Regions from separate parts of the Danio rerio genome. Here region 1 is linked to region 2. Evidence: chromatin contacts called from public Hi-C data. All regions are on one chromosome and are shown on one strand. Each heading gives the region's core, a stretch centred on a gene start, on an enhancer-like site or on the middle of the called end of the contact. The rest is flanking DNA. Distances are from core to core; before and after follow the strand shown.

Evidence for each region. Hi-C and Micro-C count contacts between places; a contact is called where the count stands out from the background.
Region 1: a contact with region 2 is called in a Hi-C map of an unstated tissue, with 2.1 times the contacts expected there. The contact joins the promoter of igsf3 here to the enhancer-like site in region 2. A contact is called at or near these places in 1 of 18 Hi-C or Micro-C datasets (an unstated tissue) and 1 of 4 datasets of contacts at active chromatin or transcription factors (gastrula embryo).

What each region holds. Positions count from the first base shown.
Region 1 is chr9:21,980,526-21,986,985 of GRCz12tu, reverse strand. It overlaps igsf3 (immunoglobulin superfamily, member 3), which reads left to right and starts at 3,125. Exons shown (of 9, transcript NM_001159666.1): 1 at 3,125-3,164. The coding sequence starts at 3,125.
Region 2 is chr9:21,847,029-21,853,462 of GRCz12tu, reverse strand. All of the region lies in intron 2 of igsf3 (immunoglobulin superfamily, member 3), which reads left to right. Among named protein-coding and RNA genes, the nearest start is that of igsf3, 130 kb to the left of the region's middle. Within about 2 kb of position 2,017, at least 3 of the 62 cell types and tissues checked have an H3K27ac peak or open chromatin away from gene starts, as enhancers often do.

The sequences.
Region 1 (6,460 bases), core at 1,876-4,375, 130 kb before region 2:
AACTGACCCAGCCGAGGCTCCAACCAGCGACCTTCTTGCTGTGCGGCGACTGCACTACCTACTGCGCCACTGCATCACCATTTCATAGAAATACTACAATTCATTATTTTAAAACAAATAAAAATAAAACACCCAACTTCAATTGATATATTATTTGTTTACCTGCTCGTGTCACTGTGACCAAACTGCCAACAGTCACAGTGTTTAGTAACTTTTAATATCAATTGTTCTAATATTATTTGGTATAATTGATTGAGTCTTTTCTTCCAATTGCGAAAGCAGTATAAATTATACATTATTTTCCATAACATTAACATGGTCCTTAAATATTAAAAGATGATCATCAGGAAACAATGTAGACTTATTTAAAATAGTTTTTAAAGGAAAAAATGAAGGAACATCAATGCTGGCACTGTGTAAATAATACAGAATTGTGTAATTAATAAAAAGTAAGTGCAATCTGATAATGACCACCTTAAAATGCAAAAGTACAACATCTGCAAAATGTGATTTTGTAATTCAGACTTCATGTTATCATTTACAACCAAGCACTGCTTGCTTGAGTTGACATTAATTAACAAGGTGTACACAGCACATATACACCAATCAACGGTTTGTTTTCAAAGAAACTGTTTGTTTTCAAAGAAATCTCTTGCTCATCAAGGCTGAATTTATTTGATCAACATTTACAATCAAAACAGTAATACTGAAACATACTACTGCAGTTTTATATTTAGGTAAGGTTGTATAAGTGTTAGTTAATGTATTTACATATTTACAAACAATGAACAATACATTTATTACAGTGTCTATTCATCTGTTAACGTTAGTTCATGAAAATAAAGTTGTCCATTGCTGGTTCATATTAACCCACAGTCCATTTAATGTTAACAAACATGAATTTGGATTTTAATAATGCATTAGTAAATGTTAGTGAATACATTAATTAAAGTGTAAAATAACAGACTAGTCGTGTTTTGTTTATGCTTTGAACAAATCTGTCTTACAAATTTTGATCTGCAATTTAAAAAAACAACAACTTGTGTTGACTTTTTACAGGACGACAAAGTGGCTCTGTGGTTAGCACTGTTGTCTCACAAGCAAGAAGGTCACTGATTCTGTGTGGAGTTTGCATGTTCCCCACGTGTTCGTGTGGGTGTCCTCTAGGTGCTACGGTTTTCCCCACAGTCCAAAGACATGTGCTGGTGAATTGAATAAACTAAATTGGTTGCAGAGAGTGTATGGATGTTTCCCAGAACTGGGTAGCAGCTGGAAGGGTATCTGCTGCTTAAAACATATGCTAAAGTTGGTGGTTCATTCTGCTGTGGTGACCCCAAATGAATAAAGAGTCTAAGCCCAAGAAAAATGAATGAATGAGTGAATGGCATGTTTACAGCTTTCTTTTTAGACAATCTACTGTAGGTTGGTCATGAAAATTGCAAAAAATGTGTAATGAGCTGCAGGTACATTTCATGTCTAATTGTATGTATTTATATTTAATTACCCTATTTTGCATATGATTTATTGTTTCAAACTAAAACGAGCAATAAAAGTAATTTTGTTTACAACATCAAAACGGTTGGAGAAGAGATCAAAGTTCTATAATGCAATTAAAAAGCGTAAATAAACACCCATGATTCCCGAGCTTCAGGCAACTGTTAATTAACAGCTTTTATTTATTCAGCTGTGACAAGATTGTTTGGCATGAAGTTCAGTGGAACAAGAATTATTTTTAATTGAATTTGTTTATTCTTTACTATAACTATTGATCAGTTAACGCATCCCCGTTGATTAAACTTGATCTAAAAATGATGGTTAATGCTATTTGATACGCCTGTGGGGATACTTGTTACAAACACATTTTGCTTAAACATTTCTATCCAAATCCCTCTCGGTTTTTTTTCTAAGGACTTTTTTTCAAAACTAGGGGGCAGCTGTTACCTGGTAAAAGGAGTGGTTTAGTTTGGCTCTGCGCCAAAGGGCGGAGTTTAGTTTTGGAGGAGTGATGATAGTTTGAAAGAGCATGCAGGACAGCAGCCAGCCAGGAAATACAATTTCAACCTTGTCTAATTAGACCTTCCACCCTCTGTCTCGTTTATGTAAACAGTGATATTAGCTACAAGAAACCAACTCGTTTATCTTGACATGTAAACAACTTACGGTTGGGTGACAGAAAAAAAGCATGTCAGTCAATTCATAACACTGTTTAAATTGTAATACGAGGAATTTCCAGTAAATAAATAAAACAGACGCTTAAATAATAGATATAGCATACATTTAAAAGTCAAACAAAATTAAGCTAATTATCTGCATGTGCGCTTCTAAACAGCGCCGTCGCTAGTGACAACTGAATCTAGGCAACGACTAACTGATAACAAAAGTGGTAAAAGCCGCTCTAAACTCACTGAATTTATTTGAATGGGACATCACAGTGGCTAAAAGCACGAGTGGTCTCTACTATGGTGCCCCCCTCCCCTTCTGATATCCTCAGACCCCGCTCGTGATTGAAAGTAAGAGATGGGCTGGGCCGCCTGCCGTCTTTTGTGGCGCGTGTGACAATAGCTGAAGGTGATCGCGGGAACGGCAGCATCACCGTAGCCTATTGCTTTTCGCGAAGAACCACCGAGGGCAGCACGTCGGCTCACATCCCTCAGAAAGAGATATCACAAGTTTACCCACGACCACTTTGACGCGAGCTGGACTAACACCGGTCTCACTCCTCCTCCTCCTCCACGCGTGGGCTGCTCGCGCTGGGGGATTGAAGAGCGGCGCGAGAGAGCTCAGTATCCCCGCGTTCAACTCACAATAACGGATTCATTCGTGAACGGCGGATGTCATTTCTCACGGGAAACCACCCAAAGGCTTTATTTAAGCACCCAAGCGTCTCTTAACAAATTTGGGGCTGGATATCCGTCTTTTAACCGCTCGAGACGCATCTTACTCGGGAGAAATTGATATCGTTGTGGTGGAGGAGTCGGTACACGCACTTTCACGCGGTCCGAACAGGTGCACGCGTTCATAACTCCATCAGGACTGCTTTCTGAAGGTCTGAGGGTCGACTAGGAATTTATAACTACATTTACATTTTCTGCAATATCTGGACTTAATCGCCAGTGCAGAAAACATGGATATCAAATGGCTCATTATAGCCTTTACGGTTGTGGGTAAGTGATGTTTTTACTGCTTACTTTAACATTGAGTGACCGTGTTTAATTGCCTTAAGAGTTGATTTATAAGGTGCCCTTTTATTTCACTGCATGCACTTGTTGCAGTTTTTTGTGTCATCTTTTGATTAATGGACCTGGTATTTGAGACTTGAGCCTATAACTAGGCTACACGTTAATAATCTGAAGGTGAAGCTACATTGATACGTTTTGCTGCCTTCACATAAGACTAACCCAAATTATGTGTTGGTGTCATAGAAATTGAAATATAAAGCATTTTTGACTAACTTGAACAATTGTAGATAATAGTAGAATATCTCGGGTTACCTCGGGTCGTTTCAGTTAATGTACTGTGGATGTCGGAAAGGCTCATGGTGTAGTTATAAATTCTGTGTTTTTATCAAAAACATCTTAAAGTTGTTATTTTGACTGCTTATGAAATGAAGGCATGCACTAAAATATTGATGATTGTATAAAAAGTCTTGAATATTTGGTTGGATGATTTTATGTGGGAAGTATGTCTTAGATGCTTTAGTTGTAATGAAGCTATTTAGATTATGATAGTTCAACCAGAATTTAAAATTTGCCATTGATTTCTTAATCTTAGTGCTGTCCAAGATGTAAGTGACTTTTTTCCTCTGTCGAATAATAAAGCAGATTTTGATTGGTTCCTTGGCTCACAGAATGCAAGTGAACTGCTACTAATACTGTGAGAGTTAAAAATATACACAAACATCTAAAAATTAGTACCCATAGCTACATTCAAAGCTCATGCAAAGCGAAATGACCAGTCTAAACAAGAAATTAAACAGTTATATTTTTGTTACCTTTAATTTACAATAATGGCAAGCAGTCTTGAGCATGTTCACAACAAGCACCAGCATTGCCACATCCAGGATTAGAGCTAGTACCATTGTGATGAACAATACAACATATTTTTTCTCCCACTCTATTGTAAACAAACAGCATCAGTTCACATGTGAGTTTGTGATGTCATGTGACAGCAAGCTTGCACTCCAGACTGTTGTGTACGTACTGTACATGCTCCTGACTGTCAAGGCTTTTACAGTATTTACTTTTAAATGGCTGAAAGCCATTGATTTGCATATTCTGAATGACCTGTTACCACAATTTCGGCTAAAAATCCTCTGTCCCACAGAATAGGAAAATTACCTACATCTTGGAAAGCCAGAGTAAGTAAATTTAAAGCAAATAAATAGTTTTTATGAGTATTTTCCATTAAAATTAGCATGGATTGAAAGTTGCGTGTTATAATTTCATGTGCTTGTCTAAATTCGTGTGTTAATTATGATCCAGAAGCATGCTCTGACTTGTTTTCCCACCCCACTTTGACAAACACAAGGCAGCTGGGTTTTAACAGCTCTGGCCAGATGAGTGGGGTTTGGTTTGGGGTTAATGTTGGTTTAGAGCGCCCAGCAGGAGATTAATGTTCCTCTATGGGGGGACGTAAAATCAAGTAAACACTGAAGCAGCACACTGATTGATTTGAGGGCATGGCACACAATTTCATTCTAAGAGGTGCACACTGTACCTTTTAGCTAATTATAAATGTTTTACATAAGAACAAATTAACAGGCTTTTTGAGAAGTAGTATCAAGTAGTATCTAGATCCAGAGACTACAGCGCATACATAAAATCAGCTTTTATTATAGACTGACATCTAGTGGGTAAGGGCTGGGCTGATAAAAAATATCATATCGAATCGTGATAATTTATGTCAATAATCATGATAAGCTATGGACATTTTTATTTTAAATTGATAAATGCAAAGAGCCAATCACACAGCAGACATATGCAACAACAGGAATCTGTAATTGTGTTGATATAAGAGATATGCTACGTCACCCAGTATTGTTTAGTGAGCTTGATTCACTTTCCCGCCGGCAGAAATTACTGTTAAACTGTTTGTTTATTTTAATGATGATTATTTTTACTATTTGAATTAAAACATTTTTTAACATAATTCTGTAATTGTCAATTGTAATCTGTTACTTATATTGAAATGTATATCGTTATCATTCAATATGCAAAATAATTATCGAGATTGCATTTCTGCCATATCGCCCAGATATAGGGTGGGTTGACATCACATGAGTAACTAGTTATAGATTATACTTATGGTGCATTCATTATTCAACTGAATGCATACACAGTAGCCAGGTGGTTATTGTGCCAAATTATAACCGAGTTAAATCAGTGCTCAAGGTTTCCTTAGTTAGAATCCTGGCTCATGGACCTTTCCTTTTCCCATCCCCTATTCTCACTCCCACTTAATTTGATGTAATCCCACTGTCCTATCAAATAAAAGCAAAGAATAAATATAAAAAAAAAAAATACTTCTTGCTAGTATGAGTGGAAAACAAAAATAAATTTAAAGTTATGGTGGATGGGCAATGTTTATTATTATTATTATCATTATTTGCAGTAAAGTTAAATTTGGCTCCTAGCAAAATGATTTGAGCAAATCTGACATCATATATTATGACTTCCCAGATCATAAATCTGAAAATCCAAGGAGTATTGCGATTCTGTAATTCTTAACCTAAATTATAAAGAAAATTGTCAGAAATATTATGTTTTATATGTTATAAAAAGTGTTATTTGCACGTCACAATTTATTCAATTTTTGTTAATTTTGTAGATAACTGACCAACAAAAAATACATTAAAATAACGATACAAATGATACCAAATTAAATATATTACAAAATAGCATTTTTCCAACACAATTAGGCTATATAAAGTGCTCAAAAATCATTTCAATGTTTCCTGTTGCTATTTTGGGTTTTTCCATCCATTGTTTTTTCAGTCTTATCAGGTAACAATTCAAAGTAATTCAAAATTTCACTTTGTGAGTAGTTCTTTTTTAGAGATTGTTGCGGTTTTAGCTACTAAATCATATTGAGAGAAACCGAAATGAACCAATTCAGATTTGCGTTCAAAATGTCAGAAAACGTGCAAGCTTTAAGTGCTCCACTGACAATTCAAATAAAATGGTCTATTATTACACTAACGTGTTAGAATTTTAGTTACTTTTCTACATGCAACATTATCTATTGTAGATAGACCTTTAATGACGATACTACCGTTTACAAACTACAGCAGCACTGCCAGTATTTCGGAGCCATAGTATCATGATACTACCATAGTACCAGTAAACCGTGCAACCCTAACTACTAATAGGGACAATATGTAATAATTAAAAAAGCTAATAAAACCAAAGCTATCGTGACCCACAACAGATAAATGTACTCTAAAAGTCCATCTTTGTCCAAG
Region 2 (6,434 bases), core at 768-3,267:
AAAGGAAAAAGCACGCGTCACGTTTTCAATCTGGTTTTGTACACAATTTGTGAATAGCCCATACAGATTTAACCTGAGAGAGACAGTACAAGCACTGATCTATAATAGATTCGTGATGACAATCCGCACAGGGCAATTACAACATACAACACAATTAAATACATCATTTGCAAGCTACACAAAATGAGGCAATAATTTTATTTATACTTATAGTACATGTTATCATCTGGAAGAAGAAGAAGAAACTGGCTAATATGAACTGCAAAAGACTGACATAGTCCCTGTCAAAGTCTGACAAAGTCCCATACTTAATAGTCTCTGCTGCTCCTTCCTTTAATAGCAAATGCCTGGCGAATCCCGCGTTGAAGCGAAGGTTATTGCATCAAAAATCTGAAAAATGACAGGAAAAATCACAGCACTGGGTTGGCTATACTGTGGTATTGTTGTGAAAGCGAACTTTTACCCTTTATTCCCCTCTGCTGAATCTCCATCTGTCAGTCATCCTCGTATTCGCATCATGATCAGTCGTGTGATCCCCCGCGCTCCACTAGTGTCTGAATGGAAAGGCGTGTTCACGTTTTACCAGATCTGGAACTACACATTTGGTGATGTACCATACCATATCGACATTGACGCGATTAAGCAAAAGAATTGAACCCAACACGATTAATTTATTAAACTCAGAGTTTCTATTTTGTTAAAGAATCAATAGTTTTAAACATGGTGCGCTTTCAGATTTAAACCTCAGCTGGATGTTTTCATTTACTTAGAGATGCGTTACACACTGCATGGAAGCTCATTTTCAAAAACCCATAATAGGGTCTCTTTAATAATTATTTTATCTATGCTATTTTATTGTTTATACTTTAACATTTCATATTTAGTTCAATGTGTTGCTTGCATGTTCTTTGTAATTGTTTGTGAAATTTTTAGCATTTTCCAAGATATTTTAATTATTCTAATAATTATATATACAAAGAGTGTGTGTGTGTGTGTGTGTGTGTGTGTGTGTGTGTGTGTGTGTGTGTGTTAGTTCACACATTGAACTAAATATGTAAATATAAAAAAACATAGTTATCATTATTATTATTATTATTTACAATGGACATAGTAATAGTAGTTAATTTTATTTTGATTTAGTTCATTTACATAGGTAGTGTTAAAATCAGCCATTTACTCGTTGGCTATGATCTAATATTATTTATGATCTTATTGGTATCAGCTTGAATTTTATTGTCGGACTAGCATAGTCTGCTTCCTAGATTCTAAGAATTTAAAACTTGGCTTTGATTGACAGGTAGAAAAAATTGGCAATAACCTTGAGCATCTTAGCAACCAAATAGCAACACACTGTAAACCATTGATAACATAATATCATAACAGTGGCAACGTTGCAGTTCTTCTTTTTCCTTCCAAAAATTGAAACATGTCATATCCTGGATAGACGTTATGAGTCTGTGTGGGCGAACATGCTGTTTTTCCTCCACACTTTGTCTCAAATAAGCACAACTTCCTCGGTCTCAAAGAGGTATTAGAAGGGATGCTTTCTGCTATCTCTTTCTCTCCTTCAGAAAGCCAAGCAGACCCCATGCTGTTGAGATTAGTGGCGATTGGACACGGTGTAATTTTAGAGCGAGTGTTTCTGGGTCTTTGCATGTAGATGCGCGGGGAGGAAACCACTACGGTGAGAATAGCACAGATGCTACAAAACCACACTGACCTTTTTACAGGACTGGATCTAATGAAGTGTGAACAGCAAAGTGAGATTTAAGGAGCTGTTGGTTTTCGCTGTGGAAACGCACACCCACGCACACACATACATTGTGAAGACGCTCTGTATTGCCTTTTAGACTTTAGATTTCCATTCGCTCCCTGTAGATGCATGCATTGTTTAAAAGAGTTCCTTGTAGTACTTGATGTTAAAAAGGAAATATTAAAGTACAGGGAGCAGTTGGCCTGTAGATGGGAATGAGGATTGACAGATGCTCTGACAGCACGGAGGATGCTCTCTTTAGAGGGACGGCTAATAGTCTCTCATTATAACGGCTGCTATGAATTATTGATGCAGCCGACGAAGCCTGTCTGCCCTTAACTACACGACTATTGATCCCAACTGCAGCGCCAGTACAATTAAGACCCTGCCAAATGAATGGGCCGCGGAACCTGTGTCAAATATTCCATTTTCAATCTAGATATGCTTTATCAGATGGAGGGAATTACCTCAGGCCTCTTTAAAACTGTGACTGATTCCTGCAGAAATGGGACCAGTGCGATTAGTAAAGCCCAACGTCTCTGCGCAGATGTTATACTGTTAAAAAAATCAAGAAGCTTCAATTAATTATTATTTAGTTACTTGTTTCATGTGTTTTATGTTCAGTCAGTTTAACTCTTCAAAATAGTATTTTAATGATTCAGTGAAATACATTTTTTTAGATGTTAGTTAAAACTAAATCAAGGATGTTGCATACATTTAATGGTCAGAAGCGTCTTTACAAAAAAATAGATAAAACAAATAGAAAAAAATGGTTAAAAAATGACTGACAATGCAATTTGGAAACATTGCTCATGTGTTGTAGTGCTCTAGATTTAATTGCGATTGGTTCATAAGATCCAAGAAATCATTGTTAGCCAACTAAGGTTGCAAGTTAAGTCGTTACAAACATAGTTTGTTGATTTGGCATTTCCCAAATCCATCGTTCCAACATACATTTGCAAACTGCATCACAAACTTGTAAGTTTAAAAACATAGTTCCTGGTTGTGTTCTAGGCCGTACTCACACTAGGTACAGTTGCCTCGAACCGGGCCAAAGCACGCTTGTCCCCCCTCCCGTCTCCCCCGACGGCCCGCGCTCACACCATATCGGGCCTCAGCACGCTTACGTCATCGCTGCTGCGCTGTTCAGAAGCGCTCTCTATGGCAAGCCTTCTTAGCATTTAAATCTTTGTTCTGACTCCATAAATATATTTAGAGATATCTCTAATTATATTTTGACTAGTCATAATTATAATTCGACTAGTCAGAATAACAATTAGATATATCTGCAATTACAATTGTACTAGTACGAAATCAGATTGGAGATATCTGCAAATATATTATGACTAGTCATATTCCTCAATTGACTTCCATTGAAAAATATTTGCAGATATCTCTAAATGAGTTTTGACTAGTCATAATTGTAATTAGAGATATCTCTGAGTTTTTACTAGTCATAATACATTTGGAGATGTCTTTAATTCATCATATTTAGAGATATTTACAAATATATTTGAAGATCTCTAATTAATTTACTAATAGTCGAATTACAGTTGTAGATATCTTGAATTTGATTTTTGACAAGTCAAAACTCAGAGATATCTGCAAATATTTTCCAATGTGTGAGTAGGCCCCTATTCTCAGTTATCCCCGCTATGCCCAATTCATTTAGAACGTTCCAACATTTAAACATTAAAGTCATCACTCAGGTGTTATTTGCTTTCAAAGTGTTTTTACAGTTTAGTTTTAGCATCTCCAAAGCCAATTTTATGGTAACTATCGTGGTTCAAACGATGGATATGCAACAGAGCAACCATTGTTTTGAGAAGCACTTGTCAGTAAATCCTTTTTTCTCCAAACGATGCATCGTACTATGATTCAGTAGTTCTGCCTCGAGTTACGTCTTTGTTTGGGAAACACACCCCAGAGCGAGTACCAATAAAGTGGTGAAATGTGAATATTGGCCGTTACTGATTTTCGGCTGATCGATTGGAGCATCCCTAATTATTATTATTATTATTATTATTATTATTATTTACACTGGACATGATGTGATACATAAAATCAATGATTTTAAATCTATCAATACTTTTTTTTTTCACGTTACCTCATACTTCAGTTTATCATCGAATCTTTACCATTCCAATGCTCTCTAGTATCTGATATGCCCTGCTCCCTTGAAGACTTCTTCATCTTTAAAAATATTATAAAGGTTGTAATATCTGTTGCATTTGTGTTGATTCGTCCAATCAAAATTTGCCATTTTGAATGTTGACTGTTTGAAAATAACTGTTTATACAATTATTCTTTTTCTTTTGGGCTTAGTACCTTGATTAATCTGGGGTCGTCTCAGTGGAAAGAACCACTAACTGCTGCCCCAAAATAACTGTTTAATTTAAGTATAATTTTGCACAAATAATATTTGGGAACAGTAGCTTTTGATGTGGAGGTTCCTTTTCTGCTGGAGATACTGTTCCCCTAAAAAACTAAATAAAATAGTTGCAAAAAAAACACATAAAAAACTGTAGATATACTGTAGGAACGGTATGACTGAATATTCTGGTGCTTTTAAAACCTTGACTTTTCCAAATGCTGGTAAACCTTGTAACCCGTTATCATCCCATGCCTAGCTATCATTATACTTATCTTTCACTTGCTAAAAATCTATTACAGTTTCGTTCTTCTGTTTTTCACAAAAAAAGTTATTTTGAAAAATGCTGGTTCTGGCACCCATCAGCTTCCATATGTTTATTTTTTTTCTCAAACATCATTCTTCAAAATATCTTCTTTTGTGTTCCACAGAGGAAAGAAGTTCAAATAGGTTTAAAACCACATGAAGGAGAATATATAAAGAGGTCATTTTTATTTTTAGTGAAATATCCCTTTAACAAAGCTCAAGCAAAAATGTTAGGTCAACTTAAAATTGCTCTTCCAATGTTTTATTAATTTTGTATACTGGCCATTTATATTTTGATAAAAAGGGTGATAAAAGTATAAAGTGAATATAAAGTAAATAAAACCATTAACAGAATGTTCATTATTAGTTCCTTCCACATTTTTCATGTTTGCCAAGGGAGAAAGGCAAAAAAAAAAAAAAAAATTGCAAAAAGCTAATAGATTCTGGACGTTATTTGACTAACTTGTCTGATCCAACCCAAAAAATCTCTTTCTATTTTTATTTTTATAGCAATTTAGACTGCCGTAAAAGTGGTTATAATGCTTCGGAAGCTATAACAGTAAAAAATAATGGTGAAGCATGGAGTTTCTAAACAAACATAACAGCACATTCTTAATTAACTTGCCCTGAACAAACTTCTCATTCTGAGGTAATAAAATGTGTTTTTCCTGGATTCTAAGATAACTGTTCACATTTAATATAGGTGTTTTGCAGGCGACAAGATGGCTCAGTGGTTAGCACTGTTGTCTGACAGCAAGAAGGTTGCTGGTTTGAGTCCCGGCTGCGCCAGTTGGCAATGCTGTGGAGTTTGCATGCTCTCCTCGTGTTCGTGTGGGTTTCCTCCAAACACCTTAGCAATGACCTAGAACACCTCAGCAACCACCTAGCAACACTTCAGCAACCACTTAGAAAACCCTAGCAACCGCCTAGCAACACATTAGCTACCACCTAGCAACACCTTAGCAACCACTGAGCAACGCCTTAGAAACCACATAGCAACCAATCAGAACACCCTAGCAACACCTGAGCAACCACCTACAAACACCTTAGCAACTGACTAGCAGCAACTCAAAACATCTTAGCAATCACCTAGCAACCACTCAGAACGCCCTAGCAACCACCCAGCAATGCCTCAGCAACCACCTTGCTACCATTCAGAAGAATCTATCTACGGCCTAGCAACACCTTAGCAACCACTCAGAACACTCTAGCAGTGCTTTAGCGACCATTCAGAACACCCTAGCAACCACTTAGCAACACCTTAGCAAACACTCAGAACCTCATATAAAATGCCTAATGCGAAACATTTATTCATTCATTAATCATCTTTTCAGCTTAGTCCCTTTATTAATCTGGGGTCGCCACAGCAGAATGAACCGCCAGCTTATCCAGCATATGTTTTTATGCTGCGGATGCCCTTCCAGCTGCAACCCGTCACTGGGAAACACCCATACACACTCATTCACACATACACTATGGACAATTTTAGCTTACCCAATTCACCTATACTGTATTTCTTTGGACTATGGGGGAAATCAGAACACCCTGAGGAAACCCACGCCAACGCGGAGAGAACATGCAAACTCACACATGCAACATGCAAAAACACAGAAATGGCAACTGACCAAGCCGAGGCTTGAACCAGCGACCTTCTTGCTGATCATGCTACTCATTGCGCGACCTTGCAGCCTTAGTGAAAAACATGCCAATCTATACTAGAAACATGCTAACATATGTGTACTTATCTATGCCAACTGTTTCCAACTACTTTGAATACTTTAAAACTACTTTCTTAAGACACCATTGTCTGCAAACTTTACTTTTTTAGTTGAAATTAAAATGTTTTTTTGTACCAAAGTTTCACCCAAACTATTTGTATTGGTGTAAACCTGCCTTCATCTGGCTAAAGAAAAAACAAACTTTTTTACAAGCATCCACCTCACACAGCTGCATGTTATGTACAGTAATAGAAGACTGGGGAATTCTTTAGGAGACTTTTGTTAT